Linked DNA regions of Mus musculus: region 2 is linked to region 1. A link is a contact called in public Micro-C data. All regions are on one chromosome and are shown on one strand. Each heading gives the region's core, a stretch centred on a gene start, on an enhancer-like site or on the middle of the called end of the contact. The rest is flanking DNA. Distances are from core to core; before and after follow the strand shown. Region 1 holds the start of Fam169b (family with sequence similarity 169, member B). Region 2 overlaps Igf1r (insulin-like growth factor I receptor).

Region 1 (7,255 bases), core at 3,165-5,664:
GTATATATATATATGTGTGTGTATATATGTGTATACACACACTGTTATATATATGTGTGTGTGTATATATATGTATGTATGTATATATATATATATATATATATATATATACACCTTGGGTCCGAGAATTTGGGAATGATCTTGCCCATGAAAACCAAGGTTGAGCCAGGAAAAGTGTCTTTATTCAGAAACTGCTATATCATGGAAATGCTTGGGTTCCCAGTGGGAAGCAATACAGAGCAACCTTTTAAAGCAAAAAATTACAAATTAGGCGGGACAAGGGTAGGGGCGCCAGTGGGCATGGGAAATATGCATGCTGTATATTTCCAACTGTCTTTCTCACCTGCCATTTTAAGTGGGTTTCTAGCTGTCAAATACTTCAGATGGCGTCCCTGATAACTTGGCCTGGATCAAAACCAACCAATTAGAGCCTCTTTAGCAACTACTGGGTTTTGATTCCGACTGGGTGCTAACCTACAAAGTATAGGATGAGGTATTGTGGTCTAAGTTCATATGAGGCACCTGGGACCAGATGGCGTTTCTGGAAATCCAGTTGTTTCTTAGAATTCAGCCTAGTACAAGATGGAGACTATATACAAGATGCGAGGGTGGGGGGTGGGGGGTGGGGGAGTGTGTCTCTGAGACTAAAGTGGCCTCTAAATACACACACACACACAAACACACACACAGTATGTTTAAGGGGATAATTCACCTTATAAAGGAACATATACCTTTTATTTTTTAATTATTATTTGTGTAGTTACCTATGCCGTGGTGCAAGTGTGAAGGTCAGAGGACAATTTTATCAATTCAGTTCTCCCTTCCACTTTCTCTTCCCCCTTCCCTTTCTCCCTCTTGTTCCAGCTCATTTTTCTGTGGTTGCTGGGATTTGAACTCATGACCTCAGGAAGAGCAGTTGGTGCTCTTAACTGCTGAGCCATCTCACCAGCCCTCTCTTCCACTTTTATATAGGTTCTGGAAATTGAATTTTTTTTTTTCCAAGACAGGGTTTCTCTGTGTAGCTCTGGCTGTCCTGGAACTCGCTCTGTAGACCAGGCTGGCCTCGAACTCAGAAATCCGCCTGCCTCTGCCTCCTGAGTGCTGGGATTAAAGGCATGCGCCATCACGCCCGGCTGGAAATTGAATTTTAATTCACCAGGATTCGCTAGAAGCACCTTTACCCATGGACCCATCTCTCTCAGGACTGTTACATAAGCAACCTTCTACTCACCCCGAACTGGGAACTGACAACAGACCAAAGGACAAAGACAAAGTACAGCCCTTAGCAAACGCCAACTTGGAATCAATGAGTTCATTGGGGTTGCTTAGAGGACTATGGGTGAGGAATTCCTGACAGGAGCAGAAATAAAGACAGCTGCATCACCAAAGCCCACCCCAACATCGGTGACAGCTCACAAAAACTGGAAACTGGGAGCCCACTGTACAGCCTGCAGGCAGCTGACAGGTTGAAGAGTGGCCTTTCTGCGGGGCTCCATTGTTTGAGCCTTTTTACAGGCAACTTAGCTGTTCTCTACTCTTTCCAGGCAATCTGAAGCTAACCCCCAGCAGGCTTTACTATTTATATTCTCTTCGGAGGGAGGGGGCTAGTGAATCTTGTCCATTTCTGGGATTTCCTGGAGCTATTCTTTGTTGTTTACTTCCTATCTTCCCTGAAGTATTTTATCTGTTTTCATTTGGTTTCCCTTCCCTGTAAACATTTGATTTTAAGACGTTTCCAGCCCAGCAGTGGTGGCACAAGCCTTTAAACCCAGCACTTGGGAGGCAGAGGCAGGAGGATTTCTGAGTTTGAGGCCAGGCTGGTCTACAGAGTGAGTTCCAGGTTAGCTAGGGCTACACAGAGAAAATGTCTCAAAAAGGCAAACAAAACAAAACAAAAAGTTTCTCTCAAAAATGGAAGGTTTTAATTTGAGAGGAAACTGCTACACAGTGGAAGGGGAGACTATGGCCATTTAATGATGCAAAGAAATGGGCACTGATGTTTGAGTAAATGCTGGTTGTATTAAGCAGTCTAGTCTGGCAGATTGTGTATGGCTGTGGTCCCTGTACATGGGAGGCTGAGGGCAGGAGAATGGAGATTTTTAAAGTCAGCCTGAGCTGTAACAGTAAAACACTATCTGAAGGTCCAAGACCAAGTTCTTAGCACAAAGAGATTTATTTGCCTCAGGGGACAAAGGGCAGGGAATAAGAGATAAAGACAGGAGATAGAGGATGAGGGAGAAGGGGAAGGGACATTTGTCCTGGAGGGACACTGGACTGTCTCCTGAGAGAGAGGAGACAGATAGCTCATGGCAGTTTATAAAGGTAAAAGGGGACCCCTGTGTTGTGCATGTTAATTAGGTGAGCCAAAGGGGGCTTTAGATTGCTGGATTTTAATACTTTGATAGCTGGACCTTGGTAGTCAGCTTCAAGAGGAGGAAGTGGCTAAATTAGGGTATGGACCTTGGTGGCTAGCTTTAAAATGTAGTCTAATGGTTTTTAGCAAGGCAGAGGGAATGGGGTGGAGGTCAAGGCCTGCCAGAGCTCTGCTTGCCTTCCCGAGGCTGGCCAGAGCCTCTCCATCATTTGTTTGTTTGTTCATATGTAAAACAGAGCAATATCAAAAACATCAGAAGCAAGGTTAGAATTGATTAATAAACTTTTGACCTACATGCTAATAGTTTGAGTAAAACACATTATTATCAGAGACACATACATAGACAAATATATATGATGGCTACATTGTAAAGATACTTGTGGCTACTGTTTGGTTTCAGACCTGGGACAAAGGATTGAGGTACATATTTTACATATCAAAGCAACCTCATCCCCAGGTTCTCCCAGCATCCCTCACTCCCTACCTGGTATACCCTGCCCCCAACCTCCAGGGTCTGGGCTGCCCTCCCCCCAGAGGATCTTCCCTATATAATCCAGACATTTTGGTCTCTCAAATCCCTTCTTTCGTCTCTCTGTGCAAGTCTCTTTCTCTCTTTCTCTCCCCCTCTCCTTTTCCAATGACGACTTTCCTGGCCTTGATCCTTGGGCCAGTGAACTTGCCCTTCATACAGCAGCTTCCAAATAAACCTGCCTTTAACATAACCTAATCCAGTTTAAATTGGCTCATTTAACTAATTGATAGAAATAACCTATCAGTTACTGAAAGACACTTACAAATACGGCTATATTGTAAAGACACTTTAGGAAGCTGTCTTGAGAAGACCACGCACACCTGGATGTGTCTCATTTCCACCCCTTCCCCTAACACCTATCTTTCTACCACTAACCTTAAATCTATGTTTAAAATCTAATAAACTGTGACTCTTCGACACAACGACTTACTCTGACATTCTTTTTGGCACTGAAGTCAAAAATTCTGGCTTCACCAGAGTGGAAAAGAATTCCCTGCTACACACAGCGCAGAATTGTGTTGTGTCCCCAGTTACCATTGCCCCAAGGCCAGTTGTCAGGATCCCAGATTGTTCTCCAGCTAATGGGCTCAAGCCTTCTTCCTCCCTCGGTCTCCCCAGTAGTTGGGACATCCGGTGTGTTTCCATCAGAGTCGGGTGAAAGGTGAAATTTGAAATCACTCACCGCTGCATCCTCCCAAAGCAACGTTTTGAAACAGCTGTGTATACTGGAGAAGAATTGTCGACCTTGAATATTGCTTTGTCAAATGAGCTCCTGCTTGGCTTTTTAGTAAATCGTAGGCACATTACAGTTTCCAGGAGACTGTTGGGACTCTGAAACCGGCAGAAAAGATTCCTGGATGCCCTGTGTTAGATGTGCGTTTATTACATATTTGCTATTTTTCAGCCAAGCCAAGTTTTTGTTCTTTTTTTTTTTTTTTTTTTTTTTTTGGTTTTTTTTCGAGACAGGGTCTCTCTGTGTAGCCCTGGCTGTCCTGGAACTCACTTTGTAGACCAGGCTGGCCTCGAACTCAGAAATCCGCCTGCCTCTGCCTCCCAAGTGCTGGGATTAAAGGCGTGCGCCACCACGCCCGGCTCAAGCCAAGTTTTTGAAAAGGGTTAATGCAAATGGTTTTTGCACATAGAAGGGAGCGTGGTGGAAAAATCTGTCAGTACAAGCTTGGGGCACGGGGGAGGAGGCTGCTTGCCTGTGTTTATGGTAGTTCAAGAACAGCAACAAACTCACTATTGGCTCAAAAGTCATTCTTTTTGTAGATTAGACTTTGCGGAGTCAAGGTTTGGTTAAAAAAAAAAAAACAAAACAAAACAAAAGGTGGTCCAGTAGTGTGTGTTGGGGGAGTGGGGGCAGAGATAAACGCCCGCAGCAGGAGGCAAAGGAGTGAGAAAGAGAAAGCCTCCGGGGAGGTGGCAGGGCGGGGCAGCCCCTGGGGAACTCTTGGTAGAAAGGTTGGTGGCTCTGGTGGGGGGAGGGGGTGGGGAGGTAGAGGCTTACTAGGTGGCAAACTCCGTACCGGAGCATGGAGGCTGAGGCAGTCCGCGGAGTCACAGGTAAGGGGTGCTGCGGTCCCCACGTAGCCAATCGAGGGCGAAGGACGCGAATGGTAGCGGGCAGAGTGCCGCACACCCGTCGCCACAACAGCTTGGGGTGCAGTGCGAGGCTAAGGGCCTCTCCTCTCTTTCTCTCTCTCTTCCTCGGATTCATATAAGTCCCAGGCTAGCGGGAGCTGGAGGAGGAACCTCCAGAGTTGATAGTCTTAGATGGCTCTGGGCTGGGTCCTCACCCGGGTCTCCGGTTCTGTTTCTCACCCCTCCCCCACAACCCTCAACACCGGCCTTGGGGACCTTGGACCTGGGCTTGCTGGCCAGGCTGGGGAATGAGCTCCGAGGTGAGAGAGAAGTCCGAACAGCAACCCATTCCTACTTTCCAGCAAGGAGGACCCAGGAAGCGCCTGGACCGAGAGAAGTGTCCCGGGAATCCACGCTCTGGGCCAGCCTCTTTGCTGGCTCCAGGGACACAACTCACATGCCTCTTCCCGCCCAGTTTCAGGATTTGAAGATACTTTCTTGAGCCGGCCACCTCTGAGGTCTTAGGGGATGCCATTTCAGGCCTTTGGCTAGACATCCTGGTCACAGGTGGCTGGCTGTGTCGCACGGATAGTCACACTGCACACAGCCCACCTACAGTAAAGTCAATCATGGCAGGGGCGCATTTGAGGCTGGCAGGTAGCCACTCGCTCTTATGACCTACTTTAAACGTTGCAATTGAGTTGTTTTTCTCCTGTTTTCAGGTGCGTGAGATAAGGAGAGATTGTAGCCACTAGCTAATTATATGGATTAGTAAGGATTTAGTTGATCTAGAGATTAAGAAAAGGCTCGTCTTTAATTTTGGAAAGGGAGCTATTTCTCTTTTGTTTTAGTCTTGTGCACTTTTTTTTTTTTCTAGAAAGTTAAGAGTGCTGTTTCCAGTTTACACGCTGGAAGACTGGAATAAAAGTCTTGCTTTTTTGATCTTCCTCATCTACAAAACAGGAGAAGCCCCCTAGGGTTTATTAAGCACAGCAGTCTCTCATTACACTCCCATCTCTACTAGTGGGTCTCTTTCCCCTCCCCTAGAGTGAGCAGGTCCTTCCCCATCTTTGCTTCAGAGAGCTTCCCCTCCCAGGCCCATGTGATGGGAAAAAAAGAATAGTAATTTCATCTTCTGGAAAAGAATCGTTGGCCTGAGACAGTTTATGGCTTTTCCCTGTATGCGCTCCGACCTTTGCTGTGGTTTTGATGGCCACCGGTGGCTCAGATGACACACAGCAGTCTCCCATTTATCATTTCCACATGTGTGAGATCCTAATGGGTTGGAGGCTTGCATAGTTGAACTGTTGCCTGTGCTTTGATAGCTGTTTCCAGAAACAGCTTGAGCAAATCTCGTCTACTGGGGAATCCCTTTCTTTTTAGTAGAGAAGCATGAAAGGAAAAAAAAATAATAATGCTTTCAGGTAAGGTGACTTGCCAGCCTCTACTTAGCTTCACCGCTGAAAACCGAGGAAGGACATTCCTCCCGCAGCTGTGCTCTGTGTTCGCAGGAGGGGCCCCCGGGAGGTTTGGTTTGGGGCAGTGCCATCCAAAAAGAGATTTGGGGGTATCCACAATAATTTACATCCTGATGCCCCCCCCCCCATATCCGTCTCCTCCCTCCTCTCTCTACATGTTTTTTGGTTCCCTGATGCCAAAAACCTTCTTAGGTTCCACTGGGCCATCTGTTGCTGTCATTTCAGCTTAGAACAGAATGGAAAGGAAAGAGAAAGCCAGACACAGCCTGGTCTTGTTACCATCCTTTTTTCTTTCTTCTACTTCTTCTTTTTCTTTCTTTCTTTCTTTCTTTTTTTTTTTTATCTTGAACTTCTTCCCTTAGCTATGGACTGCTTTATGAGGCTGCATTGCCTCATAAGGATTAGTTGAGGCCCTGTGTATGTGGGAACTCATTGCTGGGCCCTGTGTCATATTAATAGTGAGCATAGAGAAAGCCATTTCTTTTGCCTTTTGAAAAGTGGGATGTCCTGATAATTTGTGCTGCTAATAAAGCAGAGAGGATTGACCGATAACGGAGCTAACAAGCAGGTTGGGGGTAGTTCAGAAACTTGCATTGTTTGCACGGCTTTCTATGGAAGGGAACAAGAGGTCAAGGAACAGGGAGAAGTGAGTGGGGGCTTGTTTGGAGGCCTTCCCAGGTCCTTTTAAAAGAATTGAGCATGCCAAAGACCATATGTCGGTTTGTTTGTTTGTGTGTGTGTGTGTGTTTGTTTGTTTGTTTGTTTTGAGCCCTCTTCAGATCCCAAGGAGCTATGCCAAGAAGTACTGGTATGGGCAGAGCCCTGAAGTGGGGCTGGGGGAAAGGAGAGGACATGTCACAGGACTCTAAAGGGGCCAGACACAGCTATAGTTTGAAAGGCATTTGCAGAGGCAAGAAAAGGAAAGAATATTATTAGGTGGAGGTCTCCCACCTTGTCAGACTCAGGTCACCAGCTTTGGTGACAAGTGCCTTTACCCACTGAGCCATCTCACTGGCCCGGCCTGTGCGTACTTGTGTGTGTCTGTGTGCGCACGCGTGTGCACTCACAGTTCACTTTTAGCATGCTGTATGTCAGCTATAGTCCTGAGCCCTTCGCAGGCAGGACTGTAGCTGACCTTTACATCAGACAGAACTGGTGAGGAAACAGGCCCAGAGATGGACTGGGGTGATCTGTCCATAAAGTGGCAACACTGGCATTAAAACAGAGGTTTCTGGGGGGCTGGGGGTGTGACTCGGAGCATTGGGTTTCCTCAGAAAGTGGGAACTC
Region 2 (7,255 bases), core at 2,341-4,840, 220 kb before region 1:
ACAGACCTTCTTACTCATTCTGCAGAGCGGTGTCTCAGGTGAGCCTGGCTCTGGCTTTCTATGACTGTGTGTGTTTCTAGAGCACACATGTTTCCTGGTTATGTGTGCATGGTCAAGCTTGTTGACTCTTCTGGAGAAGGCAAATGTTGGTGAGAACGCTTGGTGCATTGCATGGGATTTGTTCTCCTTGTGTCTGCATTAGCAATAAATAGACACTCCATTTGCATATTTAACACCCGTCTTCCTTCAGCCTACACCTCTTCACTCTGGGATTAGCTGTTCACTACTTGAAGCTTTTGTGTCTATGCTGGGATATAACTTTCCTCCTTATTAATCAGCAAAAGTCATTTAAAATGGTGTCATTTAAAATGAAATAGAGAAATATTCATAGTTGAGCTTTGGTGGGTATTGCCATAGTTGTTATTCTCTTTTTTTCCTGTTACATCACCTTTATTCTTGTGTGTGTGTATATACATACATATGTATAGGCATATATATGTGTGTGCATATATATATTTATATACACACTTTTATATATATACACACACACATATATATGCTCCTATAATTTTTGAAAGTAAAAATAAATTATTCATGTGCTAAAACTTTATTTCTTCACATACATGGAATGTTAGTGTATATATACATGGGAGTGCTGGGGGCTTCTACTGAACAAGGGTCATCTGGACCTCATTACAAGTAGAGTTGTTCAACACAAGACGTGGTGTGAATGTTGCAAAGTGTTTTTAGAGATAACAGATAAATGTGATCATAAGCAGTGTGACCCATCACCTACTGTTTTTTGCCTTACCCACACTATAGCAGGACTTAATTGCTTTTCATGACTGAATAGTATTCCATTGTGTGAACATAATGAATTTTTGTTGTTGTTGTTTATCCAGAACATCTGCTTTTATTGCATAAATCCAGGACCTTGGACATCTCCATCATTGTTCTAGGATGGCTATGAATGTTGTTGCTGTGTGATGAGCTCTTCTCTGTCCCTACCTCCCTCTGAAACCCACAAATCTTGCCAAGACAGAGAAGTGGGAAGGAGGCACTTGGGGATTGAGGTGAAAGTACTTGAGAGAAACATCTAGTGTTAGCGTGTGATCATCCCTGTGGTCTGGACTGGTCTTACATTCAGCCAGAGTCTTTGCAACATCCCAGCCTTAGAGCAGTTCCTCCCCATATGGAGACATCTCACTCTTTCTGCCTGCACACACTGGAACTTAGTTGTGGACCCAGGATCACTCTCAGTGACCACCCTCGAGACCTTGGTGATCCAGTTAGGGGCCGTCTAACAAGTGGATATTGCTGTGCTACAGAGTGTGTGATGGACAGGCATGTGGTACACCTGGGAGAGAGGGTCTTCGGGTTCAGTTCAATGGCTGGGGCGGGGAGGAAGGCAGTTTGTGGTGGTTCGGATCTGGAGCAGCATGTTAGGGGAAAAGAGAGGCTGGACTAAGGGCATCTTTAGTCTTAAAGACAAACCTGAAGAGCTTTCCCTTTAAACCAGAAGTCCCCTAATCCGCTATTTCTTAGGCTTAAATTCAACAGTAATGAACTGTCCCATCACCCAAGTGATGAATTTAGTCCCATCGGGCTTTCCAAATCCCTAGAAATCCCTTTCCTAGCCCACGAGCTTCACTGAGCACAGGGCTCCACTTCCAGTTATCTTTGTTCTAATTCCTACCTCTCAGCTCCCCTCAATTTTCTGCTTACTGGGTTTATGCTTTAACCAAATGAGGGCGAGGTACGCGTATTTTGAAAATTCCAATTTTATGAATGATTTAGCGAGAACTTAGACTCATTGAAAGAAGAGCATCATTTCATCCTTTTTTATCTTTTCTGCAGTAAAATCACACGCTTACATATTGTCAGTTCATATGTGCACAAGTCATCATGTGACTGAAACACTATGCCTTTCAGCTGTTCCAACAGCCTAGAAAAACTGGCTTCTCACGGGGGCGTGAACAGGTGACTCCTGCAGCCCCAGGAACCTCTAAAGACAAACTTTTTCTTGGAGGAAAGGGGGAATTTATTGTCCATTAGCACATCAAGAGCTGCATTTAGGGGACCATTAGTGCTTTTAGCTCCAAATGAAATTGCCCTCTCCTTCTCTCTTCCTTGAAACAGATGGAAGGAGCTCTGACTTCCTGGCAGAAAGCCTCTGCGATACCTTGTGCAAACTGCTTAATTAACATCTCTGAGCTTTGGTCACTACCAGAACAGGGGAGCCAGCACCAGTGTGTCACCGGAGGATCATACTGAACATTGTAGTGACTCTGAACTGGCAGACCCAGAAGCAGGCCTGCCCTTGTTGATGTGTGTATGATTTGAGTAGACTGGGGGACCGAATAATATATCGCTTGACTAGTCATGTCTTTGGGTCGCAAGGATCCAACCGGACATCCCTGTGGCACCTTCGTCGTTCTCTTTAAGATCTTCACAGCGTTCACTTGTACCTGCTGTGGTGGGAAGTGAGCATTTTGATTATTCTTGAAGGCATTAAAGCATGACCATCTTGAAGTGCCGTGATCATCCTCTACCTATAATTCATCGTCGCCTCAGTTAACTCTGTTAATTCACCTTACTCTGAAAAAAGAATCTCAACAGGAAGTTATTTACCCAAGTCACAAATTCATAATCCTATTTCTAGAAAGATTCTAACAGATCTAGCCAGCCACATTATCCCAGGGCCACCTGGTGTGAGAGTAGAACCGCTTGGACACGCCCTCCACGCCTCCTGCCTAGTAAGCTGTCCACCCTCCTAGTGACACCTGGCCAGCAATTAGAAAACCAGATAGGAGTTTCTCATGGTTCACTGGGATTCATTTATTTTCTCATCCATATTTGTTTTCTTTGCATTCTCTGGATCATTAGCTATAAATAGCTACGTTTTACATGCATTCTTAATGTAATCGCTTAATAGCTGCTCTCTGGGAGGAATGGCTCTGGCATGATTGTTTTTCTTGGGTTAGATGAGATACCAGTGGGTTTGGGGCATAGATTTTTTTTTTTTCCTTCTTGTGTGCACTCTCCTGCCCCCACTCTGTCCCCCTCTCCCTTTCTTTCCCTCTCCCACTCCTGTTCTTGACCATGCTAGCTCTGATTCCATGCTTTCTCTCCCCCTCCCCCTCCCCCTCCCGTTCCTGACCAGGCTCCTCTGATTCCATGCCATGACTCTGTTTGGGGTTACACCCTGGAGATGAAGCACGCCTCAGTTCAGGAGGTATTTAGCTGGTTGGGCTTTGTTTGAATTGTTATTCACATCTTCCTCAGATTTTTGAGAAACTGAAACCAAAAAGTTTATTTTCCTTCCTCAAAAGGCTCTTAAAAGGAAAAATATGATGAGTTTTAACAGTTGTGAATAACTCAGAAAATACTTTTATTGTTGACAGTCAACTGCTACCAGCAGAGCGGCCCGCTTGCATCCTCTTCTTGTCTCGGTAAAACAAATCAATAGGATTTAGTGTATTAATACCTTTGATTCTTACTTAAAATAGGTGGCTGCCGAGGTAGAGACAGTGAGCACTTTTCCTTTGAGTCTGTTGGGTTTGCTGTGGTGGTGGGCGTGGCGTCCCTGAAGGTTAGGGTGCCCCCTGTTGGTGCCATTGGGCTAGGGAAGAGGTGGGGAATGCTGGGTCTCACCTCCGAAGTCAGAACCCTCAGCATCGCTTGTGTGGGGTGACGTGTTCTGGAGAGTGCTGCCAAGGAATAGAAATTCCCAGAGTGCTTCAGTCTGTGGACAGCAGCTCACACAGCTAGATGGGTGCCTTGTGCCTTCTGGCAATGAGGTAAGCTTTGAGTTGATAAGAAGACAGACCAGCCAGCTTTTCAAACATCTGCTAGAGGACACTGGGCTTTGGGGGCCAGTTGAGGCATAAAAGCTCCTGTCTGTGCCGTCTCTCTCCTGCTCATCCTTTAGTCCGTTAACCGAGCTTGTGTGTCCAGGAATTTCTGTTGTTTTTGCTGCACCATCTTGTTTCCTTTTGTTGGCATGAGGTAGATGCCCTCTATGGGTTCAAACTCCTGGGCTCCAGAGACCTGCCTCATCCTCTTCAATAGCTGGGACTAGAAACATTAGCCATCATGCCCCTCTTTGAGATCTTTAATAATTTTGATTTCTATTGATTCCAAATCCCTTTTCTGAGGTAAACAGTTTGCTGCCCTTTCTACACTGTGGCATTATGCAAGAGGAATCGGATTTTAAAGCAAAAGCCCACAGCCCAACCTCTCACAGCTCTCAGCATCAAGACATCTAGACAAGGTGAAGTGGCAGTGTTTGTTACAAAATAAAACTATGTTTACTCGATCTCCTGTTATTTTAACTCTTTTTAAAAAATGTCTTATTATTTGAGATTATAATTAATTCCACATTTCCCCTTACGCCTTTTCTCCAAACCCTCCCATCTCTCTTCATTGTCTTTAAAATTTGTGGGTTTTCCAGGTGGTGCTGGTACACACCTTTGATCCCAGCACTTGAGAGGCAGAGGCAGGTGGAGCTCCAGGTTCAAGGCCAGCCTGGTCTACTCAGTGAGTTCCAGGATAGCCAGGACTACACAGAAAAACCCTATCTTGGGTGGCAGGACAGCAACAAAATATTTATGGTTTTTTTTTCATTAGTTTTTTATATGTGCATGAAAGCATTTGCATGAGTGTACGCATGTGTGTGTGTTCCTAAATACATATTCATAGTATTCATAAATACAATCTGCTCAGCCTATATGATGTTAGCAGTGTGTGTATGTTGTTAGGGCTGACCATCTAGGCTTAGTCTCTTTGCTACAGAAGTCTTTAGATTATTTTTTTTTTAAAAAAAGGCAAATTTAAATATGTAAATCCTTCAGTTTAGTGGAGATTATTAACATTTCGTTTGTAAGCAAACAGCTATCTGTCCTGTGCATCTTGTAGCTGATACATCCATGAAGGGACACACTGGATATTACTAAAATTGCTTAGTCCCTCCACACATTACCACACCCACCCGTTTTGCTCTCATGAGTGTAAGATCTTTAAGAGGAAGAATGAATGAATGAATGAATGAATGAATGAATGAATGAATGTTACTTTGTATCCTCACCCTGTGCACTGGCTTCCTTTGATGCTTTTTCTGGGCAGGCTCGGGTTGTCTGCCCTCACCTGCACTGAGGGGCCCTTTAAGTCCCCTGTCTGGCCACAGTGGCACAGGGGACAGGAGAGGAAGCACATGCCATCCTCATTTCTCTGTTTTAGGCTTAGAAAGAAATATGTCCAACAGATCAGATCCTCTCAGAGTCACAGCATGTCGCACTTCTAGTAATTAAAACTGAAGCCCAAATTGGATAAGAAATAATTTTTTTATTGATGGCTGGCATTTGTGAAAAAGGTTTAATTAGACCAAGATACAGCAGGAACTTATTGGCTATTTCATTTAAGAGACACTGTTGACTTGGTTGTTTTCTGTGTCTCGTTTTGCCTGAGAATCTGACTCTTTTTCACCTTTTTCCAGATATGCTAGTAGCAAGTCTACATCCATTAGCCATAGTGGTTATGTGTTTTGTTTTTTAATGGTACATGGCACATGGTCAAGGGTATTTTCTCACACGGTTTCTTCACAGTGGTATTTGAGGAGTTTCATCCCCTTCTGCTTGGTTCATTCTTCTGTGTTCCCTTCTGGTGTCTGTGGTCTTGGGGTGGCCTCAGGTTCTCATGGGCTCTCAGGATAACTCAGCAACTGCTGTCAGTGTGAGCTGTTTTGCAACTCACATCCCGTCCCTACCAGCTCCGCCCAGATCTGTATGCTGGTAGAGGTCTACCTGAGAGTGCCTTCCTCATGTGAAAAAATCCTGGCCCAAATCCATGTCCTCTTTAGAATTAATGGTGGGCCAGATTGAGGCCTCACTGAATGTCTCTGTAGGGATAGAAAGTCAGAGGAAGAGATAGGTTGGGTATTGATTTTGTTTGTTTTTTGCTTTTGATGCTTTTTTGCTTTTTTACCTTTGATGATGGTAGTCCAGAGGCAATTTCAAGTACCAAATTATGTACTACATGCATTAGGGTAGAGCAAGAGGGCGATCAATTGTCACATGAGAAGTCCTAGTTGTGTCATCCCAGCCTCCCCCCCCCCCCGCCAGTCTATTTGAGTGATAAAAATTTGAGCCTGGCTACCAGTCACTTTATTTAGAGGTTGACACTGAGGTGGCATTGCTGGTAAGCACTAGATTATCATTGTGTGCAGAGGTACCCATGGCACTGTGGTGGGTCTTTGCTCCATCTGTCTGTTTGTTTTCTGTCCACATGCTGAGTGGGGACATCAGAAAGATGACTGACACATACTGCAGCAGCCTCTGTCCTGTCTCCAGTGGGCTGCAGGTGACAGCTTCTGTGAGCATCTGTGGAATTCTTTTCTGAAGGCCCCCAGTCCCCTCTCTCCCTGTGTGTTCTGTCCCCAGACACGCTATTTCAATTCAATTCTGAGGTTCCTCTGACTAGAGAAGACTCCATGTAGATGTGATGTTGATGAATACATGCCATGTTTACTCAGTATGAGGAAAGAACCAAGAATAGAGTTTGTAGGAGTGAGTCAAAGAAGGATGTATATTGATGTTCAAAAACTAATGTTACACATAGATGCAGGCCCAGAGGGATCACCTGTGGGGGCCCTGTGTTTCTGGGAAGGTGTGAATCCCAGGCTTGCTTGGCAGTTCATTTATGAACAGGCAACAATTTATGTAAGAAATTTGAGCATTTTCAGTAATAAAAGAGTAGAAAACCTTCAGGTCAAGGCCGAGCTTGGGTTTCTGGCTTCTTTGTTTTTATTACTGGCGGTTGTTAAAGAGTGCAAGGTGTTCTTTGTTTACCAGCCACAGGCTAATCAAGTTGCTGATGTCCAGGCCGTCCCACGGACTCCCTCCTTCCTTCTCCTGAGATACTGGCATTTAAAAACAGAAAGGCAGGGAAGCATTTAATGTTTTCCAACAGTAAGAGAGTAGCTCAAGTGTTCCCCGTCCAGTGGTACCTTTGCAGCAGTTAGGGTGAGGGAGAGATGGGCTTACACGGCTGAGCTCAGAGAGAATAAATGTACCCCTTCTGTGCTCATACACACAGCCCCAGTTCCTCTCCAGAGAAACCTCCAGACTGTGAACAAACAGAATTTTTCTTGCACTAAGTGCATGGATTTTTGTAAGAGCTGGCTGCACGGCAGCTATATAATAATCGAAAGCTTTTGAAATGCAAAGGCTTGCGGGTGTTCATCTATAAGGAATCTTTT

What was found. A called contact is a pair of places that touch in the nucleus more often than the background predicts.
Region 2: a Micro-C map of embryonic stem cells shows a contact between it and region 1, with 1.9 times the contacts expected there. The contact joins the enhancer-like site here to the promoter of Fam169b in region 1. A contact is called at or near these places in 2 of 39 promoter capture datasets (neutrophils and pre-B cells), 3 of 484 Hi-C or Micro-C datasets (DN3 thymocytes, bone marrow-derived dendritic cells and embryonic stem cells) and 3 of 9 other capture datasets (adipose tissue, liver and pancreatic islet).

What each region holds. Positions count from the first base shown.
Region 1 is chr7:68,271,570-68,278,824 of GRCm38.p6, forward strand. Fam169b (family with sequence similarity 169, member B) reads left to right here and starts at 4,415. Exons shown (of 9, transcript NM_001374636.1): 1 at 4,415-4,472. The coding sequence starts at 4,442. Gm16157 (predicted gene 16157) reads right to left here and starts at 5,025. Exons shown (of 4, transcript NR_040340.1): 1 at 4,948-5,025; 2 at 3,589-3,768.
Region 2 is chr7:68,051,486-68,058,740 of GRCm38.p6, forward strand. All of the region lies in intron 2 of Igf1r (insulin-like growth factor I receptor), which reads left to right. Among named protein-coding and RNA genes, the nearest start is that of Gm51488, 82 kb to the right of the region's middle. Within about 2 kb of position 3,591, at least 35 of the 459 cell types and tissues checked have an H3K27ac peak or open chromatin away from gene starts, as enhancers often do. A contact at or near this core is called in embryonic stem cells, where this site is marked.